Regions from separate parts of the Capsicum annuum genome. Here region 1 is linked to region 2. A link is a contact called in public Hi-C data. All regions are on one chromosome and are shown on one strand. Each heading gives the region's core, a stretch centred on a gene start, on an enhancer-like site or on the middle of the called end of the contact. The rest is flanking DNA. Distances are from core to core; before and after follow the strand shown.

Region 1 (4,416 bases), core at 876-3,375, 170 kb after region 2:
AATAGAAGTATAAAATTAAACCAAACTAATAAACGATCAACACTATCATGGGGTGCCTCAATCAGGAAAATCAACCTTAAAAATTTCTTGTCAATTGATCCAAGATAAAAAACTTGCTATGGGATTTGACTTCATGGTCACTGAACCTAGGTCCCTACATGTATAAATACAATCTGATTGCACAAAAGGTAAGCTTTATTATTGTTTTACCCCTTTCCTATCAATTGCCACTGTTTAGTTACATATTGAGAGATTGTTAATGTGACAGTTGGAACAACCTTCCCAGAAAGAGAAATTACTTGAGCCACCATTTTATTTATTGCATGTAACACAAATGGTTTTGTAAAACCAGGATAAACGTAAAATATTTGGTTGTAACACAAATGGTTTTGTAACACCATAGAAGTAAAATATTTGGTTGCAACTGAAACAGATTTAAGAGTTTAACTGAGACTTTTGGATGAACTGATGACTCAATTTGGATAAAAGATATATAAACTTCGATATTTAGGAAGTTCTTTTCAAAGTAACAGTACATTTTTGAAAGCTTTTAAGTAGCCCTTGTATTAGAGATGACAATGTGTGTGTGTGTGTTGGGGGGGGGGGGGGGGGGGGGGTCCGCCAAATGAACCCCCTTCCACCCCTAACTACACAATAACTCTATCCAACAAGATGTGGGAAGATTAAAAAAATCCACCTTTGTCACCTCTGTTGAAATTCAACCCTTAGTTCCCAAGGAAGTTACTTCGACTCATAGACCTAAACCAACCGTGTGGGGTACATTTAACTATATATATTTTACTCTGTCACAACTGTTATATGTCGGAAAGGTGAAGAATCACACTTCAATTTGGGAATTAGGTTTAATTTCAGCTGAATTGAGAAAGGGATCAGGGACACGTGGTTAGTAAAGGAACTCCATTCATTACAGAACTCCATTCATTACACGTGCCAACTCAAGTGTAATGAATATAAAAGGCCGAGCTTTAGTGAGCTTTTCACATGGATCAACCAATTCGATGGTCAAGATCAGTTCACTTAGTTGTACCAAGTTAGTTAGTTTGTTTAACAGACCGGACTGGAATATATTCTACACGGAAGGCTAAACTGAGGCAGTTACGAATACTGGTAAAATCTCAGCATTCTTTTGAAAATTCTCACCTTCCTCAATTCTAACTTTCTTCCTAATCTTTTATTTCTACCAATTACAGGGGAATGCCACAACCATTAATTCGAATTAACCTATCAGTTGTAATGCTTAACTGAAATAATGGAAGATTGTAATAAATAGTTCTAACTATCAATAACGAATTCCCAATTTACAACCTAAGAATATTACAACAACTAATACAACATCATCAACAACAGCAACAACAACAACATAACCAGTGAAATCCCACAATGGTAGGTAGACCTTACCACTACCTCGTGGAGGTAGAGAGGCTGTTTCCAAGAGACCCTGGGTTCAAGTGCAACTAATACAACACATAAATCCAATTAACATATCCTACATATATATGGAACTAATAAGCAATAATTAACAATCAGTAGAATTATAGACTTACCTCACCAAGCCTGTAAGGATCATTTGCCCCCAAAAGTTGGACCACATTGGGGTCCTGATAATACACCGTCGTTGGTTCGCTGCTAGCAGCATTGGTGTGGCCATAATTAAACAGCAAACCCTGCCCTTGGCCATAGCTAGGGTTAGGGTTTTGAGACACAGATTGATAGGGGTCGATCGGGTTAGCGTATAAGGTAGAGTTTGGTGGTACCCCAGTCCATGGATTGTGACCGTACTCCATTGAATTACAGAGGAAGACAGAGCTTCATCAATGGATTTCAATGAGTTTTTCGGGTAGAATAATGGGACTTACAGTGGTGGATCTCTCTTTGTAAATATAAAAGGGATTTGGGATGATGGGCTGAATTGAATACGAAACTAGATTAAATATTATTTTCTCTTCTTCTTTTTTTCACTTTGTTGCAAAGATTAAATATTAACCAAACGCCAAAGGAAGGGTTTGGAGTTTGGTTATGATCACACCAACCTCGCTCAGTGATGGTGTATTATCAGGATCCAATGTGGTTCAAGTTTAACTGGTGAGGTCAGTCTATAATTCTGTGGATTGTTATTATTGTTTATATATCTCTATAATCTATAATCTATATTTATATTTATAATATATTAAAAATATAGAAACTCACTTTTTATTTTTTATTAAAAAACTTTATTTTAAATAAAATTATTTTTTCACTATTTTTCAAATAATAATTATTTAAATCTTAATTGCTCATTATTTCAATATTACGTGAGGATTGTTTGCTATTTCCTTTTATTTATAATATCCTTTAATTGTTTTGTTTATTTAGGCCATTGAACATAGGGTTGTGCAAAAATCAAACCGATCGATAAACTAAATCGATAAAAATGTTATTGGGTTATTGGTATTGGGTTATCGGATTAACGATTTTTTATTGATTTTATAAAAAATTTTATTGGGTAAACGATTCGGTATCGGGTTTAGCTTATTGAGTAAGGATACACTAAGTTATTATTTTATCCCTATTTATATTATATATTTAAATCTCTCTATATATATGTATATCTAGATATAGATATAGATATATGTATGTATATAGATTATATGCACTATAATTCATAATTCAGTGATTCACAAAGTATTAACCTATTAAGAGCAACAAAGGCACAATATAAAGTTCGGGTATTATCGTAATAAAAAGCTTGAAGTATTTATAGCTTCCAACAATTAGGATTCAATTTTTTTCCTAACTAACATTCAATTCAAGTTTGAAGATTCTTGTCAACTAAAATGCATTGCGTAGGGTTTGACAGTAATTAAGATTTCATTTTTTATGTTGTTACTATTTCTATTTTATAAGTATATTCTTATTGGTTAAACCAAAAACCGAAACCGTTAAGGACCAAAACATATAAATCGAAATCGATAAGAAAATATCTTATTGATTGGTTATTGGTTATACATATTTAAAAACCAAAAATCGATAAACCGAACCAATAACACGTAAAATCGAACCGAACCGACCGATGCACACCCCTAATTGAACACGATAGTTTCTTTTGTTAAGAACACTAAAATTAAAACTTAATTAGAATTCTTTACTATTTCCTTTTATGTAGTACTCCTTAAATTATTTCCTTTTATTTATGTCATTAAAGTAAACTAAACTTGTACCTTTTAAATCAGAATAAATAAAAATCTATGTATGGTAGAAGCGTATTTATAAAAGAACCTAATAATGTAAAACATTAGTTTATTAGCGTTGTTTTTGCCACATAAAGTGCAAAAACTATCCTCGTGCTTGATAAAAAATTCTGATACCCGTTTGTTTATTTTTTTTCTTGTGTACTTGATCATATAAAAATAATATACGTGCAATTTTCATCTCCTTTTTATGTGAGTTTAACAAACAATTAGTTCTAAAGATGTTAAATTAATTTCATTCTTTATTAATTTTTGTGCAATTTTTTACATCTTATAAAGCATAATGATTTTCTTGAACTGTATTGCCAAAATCCATACAATAACTTGTGTTACAGTTTATTTTTTTAGTGTGCAAATTTCTCCGAGTAAGCGACTTTCTTCTCAAGTTACAGAATTTGTATTGTGATTAAATTAACTTGTGTTACAATTCATTTTTTCAGTGTGCAAATTTGTCTTAGTAAGCCTACTTTCTTCTTAAGTTATATTTGGATCTGAAATTTCAGCGTGTTCATTCTTTTCCAAGTAAGCCTAACAAATTGGTTGAAACAAACATGTTGTCACCGAATAAAGTAATTGAATCAATCGAAGGTTTATCTCTTTTCTTTTTTTTTTTTCTCTATTTGTTTAACTAAAACTTTTTGATTTGATTAGTTATTGTAGTATCATAATCATTCAAATTTAAATTATTATATGTAATTTGTTCATCTTTTGGATGGAGGTTTTTTTAATAGAGTTGAAGTAGAACTGAGCTGGGGTTTAATAATAAGTGTTTCTTAATTTGGATTGACTTGTGATTAATACGTATTTCATGATTTTTTTTCAAGATGGGAAAACTAAAATTTTACCTTGTGATATGGCCTATTTTTGTTATATCATGTCACAAGGGATTGCATTCATCTAATGTTGTCTTCTTGGATAAAAAAAACACCTCCAGATTAATGAACGATTCTCAACGATTGGTGATTGATGAGAAACATGCTTTGATGGCTCTTTCAGATTTGTACATATGATTTGCAGCAACTCATTTATTTTCGTTCCTTTTAATTTCTTACATTTAAAAAGTGAATTTTATGAACTAAATTCTCATGCGGTATGTATACAATGGCAAAATGACGACGTCGCAGTAATTAACTTGTCATTTTTAGAAGCCTGAAATTTGATTTTCCAA
Region 2 (4,899 bases), core at 146-2,645:
ACGTAACAAGCCAAGAACCAAAGATTGTGGCTAGCGGTCAATGAAATAATATGGGAAACCAAAATTTCATCCCAATCAGAAATCAAAAAGGGTAGGTAATTTCTCCATCCGCTTAATAGCATGTTTGGCCAAGCTTCCTAAATCAGCTTATTTTGAAGACTACTTTCAACTAAATACTTTCGGTGAGAACCAATTTGTGCTTGGCCAATAAATTCTAAAAGCACTTTTGAGCTGCAATTAGTGTTTAGTGTTTTTAAGTAATTTTTTCTCAGAAGTGTGTATAGTAAAAAAAAAAAAAAAACTACTCTTTTTAGCATATAAATGATTATAAACAAATAGATATATCCTGGACAAACCTAAAAGCCAAATCATACAAATATGCTTCACGTTAGGGATAAAATGAGTTTTGAATCCATAAATAATTGCTATTAGAAGAGTAATCATGGTAGTATTGTAATTCGATTCTATCGCGTAATTTTATTTAGCCATACCCTCACAATGGAGCATTGTTGTTAGAGGCTTGATATCTATGAAGTTGTTTTCGGCTTGATAGCTATGAAGTTGTTTTCGGCTTGATACCATGAAGTTGTCTTCTACTTGATAGCTATGAAGTTGTTTTATGCATCTATCTCTAACAAAAAAGTCTAGTTGTCACATGCTATTATTTCCCTATATAACATCAAAAGCACTTATTTTCTGCCAAGAGCTTGGTCAAACAGTTTCACTTTTTTAAATAAGCACTTTTGCTCCCAAAAGCGTGTCCAAACTAGCTATAAGCATCAGTGTAAAAAACTAGCAACTAATTGACGTGCAAACAAGCTCAGCGAACCTCTTTTTTACCACCCCACCCCAACGAGGATCAATTGTGTTCCTGCTTACCCTCCAGCAACCACTTGAACAAGCCTCACTTGCAAGCGAACATTTCTATTTCAACTAATACAAAAACAATACTGAACCCAAAAATCATAAACAGCAATCAACTAAAAAAAAATAGAAGTTAGAAAACATACATATAGGAGAATTCCATGAGGACAAGAGTGATTGATTTGAAAAGTGGTGAGAATATGAGAAGAGAGTTGAGAGATAGTTGTGTGTATTTGGGGTTTGAGAAGAAACCAACTACGCCTCAAACCCTCTGATTTTTGTAAGTCACTCAGAATGTGGGGGTCCTCAAACGTCAATCGAAGCCTTATTCTCTCCATTTTCTCCGATTACACACACACACACTTGCAGCTTTTGGGTTTCCGGCATAAACCTCCTCCCTCACTGTGGCCCAAATAAAGTGGCGCTTACTGTCACTCCCTCCCCCATGTCTCTGAAATACTCAACTCCCTTTGCATTTATTTTTCCTATTTTTTATTTTTATTTTTATTTATTTTTTTGACAAATCAAAAAAATATTTTTAAAAAAATCATATTTACTCTTATTATTAATTATTTATTTTATAAATTATTTTTCAATATTAAACCTCAATTAATAAGAATAATATAATAACGTCATTATATCAAGGGAAAAGAGTCAAAAATATCCCTCTACTTTCATAAATTGATTATATTTGCCCTTAGTTAAACTATAGGATTAAATATACCCTGCCGTTACTAAATTATACAAATATACCCCTCTATTTAACGAAAATTCACACGGGCTAACATTTAGCTGAGATGGACTCCACGCGGCATGCCACGTCAGCGTCACATTTTTATTCTTTTTTCCTTTCTTCTTTTTCTTATCTTTCGTTGATAAGAATCATATTACTTTCATCTTCCAAATTGAATTGTGAAGAAGAAAAGAAAAAGAAGAAAGGTGAAAAGAATAAAAATGTGGTGCTGATGCGGCATGCCACGTGGAGTCCATATCAGTTAAATATTAGTCCGTGTGGATTTCCGTTAAATAGAGGGGTATATTGGTATACTTTAGTAATGGCGGGGTATTTTTAACCCTATAGTTTAACTAAGGACAAATATAACCAATTTATGAAAGTAGAGGGATATTTTTGACCCTTTTCCTTTATATCAATCATTATTTTTTTAAGAAAAAAGGGGTAAAAATACCCTTCTACTTTCATAAATTAGTTAAATTTACCTCTTGTTATACTATGGGATTAGATATACCCCTGCTGTTAATAAAGTTTGTAAATATGCCCATCTTTTTAACGGTTTTCCACATAGAATGACACTTGGGTGAGATTGACGCCACATGGCATGCCACCTCAGTGCCAAATATTAATTTTCTTTTTCATTCCCAAATAATAATACTTTCCAGCAATTGTAACAAGACAACGATGCTCTCAGTAAATTATGGTCTACGGATGAGTTAACTTACGGTTCACAAATGAACTCGATAATCCTCAATGTCAACAAATAAAAGACTACAAAAAGAAAAATTCTAAGATACATTCCATAGAGTTGAAAAAATTTGTCAATAAAGAAAACTATAATAACAAACACCTGAACATAGGATGAAGCGTAAATTAACAGTTCAACCTGGAAACTCTCGAGTTATTAATCAGAACAAAAATAAGATCATGTCTCAATAAAAGAGCGTGAAATACAAAATCACAGGGGAAATAAATTTAATGGAGAGGGGAAAAACAAGTTATCAACTCTTAAGCAAAGTCTCGACAGCTTCAAAGAAGAGAGGAGCCATTTCAGGGCTTGGAGTCTTCATGGTACACTTGACACCAGGGATTCCAATAACTATTATTAGTTCGATCAAGAAAGGAATTCCTCGAGGAATCTTGGCAGAAAGATACAACACCTCCTGGTTAGCATGTTTGTGCTTAGCAATAAAGAACATGTTTGATGCAGCTAGCCGATCAAGGGTTGTTTCAACACTAGTGATAACAGATGGTGGGAAGTCCCTTGATACCTCATTTGAATCAGGTAGTGACTTTCAAGTCTCTAGAAAAGTAATGCGCTCCATCCTCCGTGGAAAGTACGTGAAAATAGATTTTATCATTGAAATACTACACTGGTTGTTGATTATTTTAACTGCAACCTGTAAAAGGGTATTTGGAGGGCCAGGAGAAATGTTCTGGAACAAAACCATCGGTAAGAGAGTGCTTGCAGATGTCCCAGGTAGCGATTTATGTTTGAATCTCAGTAAAAAGTTATACTAAATGTCGACTTTTCTTTTTTCGATCTTGAAGAAACACAATTTTATTTTACATCTTTGTTTTTAGTGATTGAAATGCTATTGAAGATTCATCAACTTAAGCATAAGAAGAGAGACCACTAAAATGAAATTGTAAAAAATGCCATTAAAGCCACCTTTTGTTGTGAAAAGAAAAAGTAAGAAAAGTTAAATGAAAAAGAAAATTAATATTTGGCGCTGAGGTGGGGGCCACGTGGCGTCAATCTCACCCAAGTGTCATCCTATGTGGAAAAACGTTAAAAAGAAGGGCATATTTACAAACTTTATTAACAACGGGGGTATATCTAACCCCATTGTATAACGAAGGACAAACTTAGCTAATTTATGTAAGTAGAGGAATATTTTTGACCCTTTTCCTTTTTTTTAATAAATATGTCAAGTCAAAATATGATAAATAAATTCGAACAAAGAAAACAGATATAGAACAATAATTGTCTTCCTAGATAACTGTCATTTTATTTTAAAACTAAGCCAAAAGATGAATATTATGAACAATAAAGTAGATAAAAAATATTGAAAGAAGATAAGAGATGAGAACTTTTCATTCTTCCAAATATCAAATGTACAAGTGTATACGATATGAACTCTTATGTCTCTATTTATAGTGTCATATAGAGGTATGCAAAAGGTTGTCATAAATATGACATTAACCATTAACATAATGGAGGAGGTTATGTATGTGTAAGGTCACAAGAATAATGGTCATGAATGATGGAGATTTTCTTCATAATTGAGGGGATAATGGAGACAGGTAGTGAAAGTAATTTCTAGAGTAGTGGACATCCACACTTATTAATTTTATAACACTCTCCCTTAGATGTCTATAGATGATGTGCCTCTTTAAAATCTTATCAGGAAAAAAATTTGTGGGGAAAAAATCCTTAGTGAAGAAAAAAGAGTACACATATCTTACAGTAATACGCGTTTGTTTGTTGCCTCGTTAAAAACCTTGCCAGAAAAATTCATTGGGACAAAATCTAGGCTAAAGAAAAAAGAGTACATCACATATTTTACTCTCCTGATGCAAACATCATTTCACTTCTCAAAGATGACGTCTGTAATCTTATATGTCTGCTTTCAAATGTTGATATTGATTGTCTCGTTGTGATAAAATCACATTCACGAAGATATTGTATTCTTGAAATCGTCCTGATGTCTTGTTTTCTTGTTTCTTGGATCTATTAAGCCCATAAACTCAGTCAAATAAATTCTTAAAAATTACTTCATATGTGACCTCATCATCGCAAGTCATTTGCAGATTGAACTTGTTCGTAGCAACAACCAGTTAGTTGTAAAAAAATCATTTGCATAATATTAAAACGGACCGTAGATGAATATTCTTTCTGCATTTACATAACCAACAAGCCTTTGACAATATTTGTTAGAAATAATAAATTCATATCAATAATATTTGATTTCACTCACATTCACATAAAAGTGAATATCTTTTTTGCACATTAATAAAAATTATTATCTCATGTATAGAATAGCAGGATACATAAGTGCAATAATTGCATTAGTACATGATATTTTCTAATCATTTTCATGAGATGAAAATTGATCTTTTTTTTATGGTAAGTGATCTCACAATCATTGGGATATTTAATGGATCGAATCTCTTTTAAATTCTTTAAAGATTTTTCTCTAACATTTGTTGTCTAGCTAGACATGACAGTCATGCGTAATACACATTTAAGATTTTCATACATTACCAGATTGAAAAAAGCCTTGTTGCATCCACCATAG

The links. Hi-C and Micro-C count contacts between places; a contact is called where the count stands out from the background.
Region 1: a Hi-C map of bud shows a contact between it and region 2, with 2.9 times the contacts expected there. The contact joins the promoter of LOC107858730 here to the promoter of LOC107858732 in region 2. A contact is called at or near these places in 2 of 5 Hi-C or Micro-C datasets (bud and placenta).

Annotation. Positions count from the first base shown.
Region 1 is chr2:96,525,873-96,530,288 of UCD10Xv1.1, forward strand. LOC107858730 (zinc finger protein 385D) reads right to left here and starts at 2,126. Exons shown (of 2, transcript XM_016703507.2): 1 at 1,566-2,126. The coding sequence starts at 1,805.
Region 2 is chr2:96,358,866-96,363,764 of UCD10Xv1.1, forward strand. It overlaps LOC107858732 (coilin), which reads right to left and starts at 1,396. Exons shown (of 12, transcript XM_016703508.2): 1 at 1,011-1,396. The coding sequence starts at 1,202.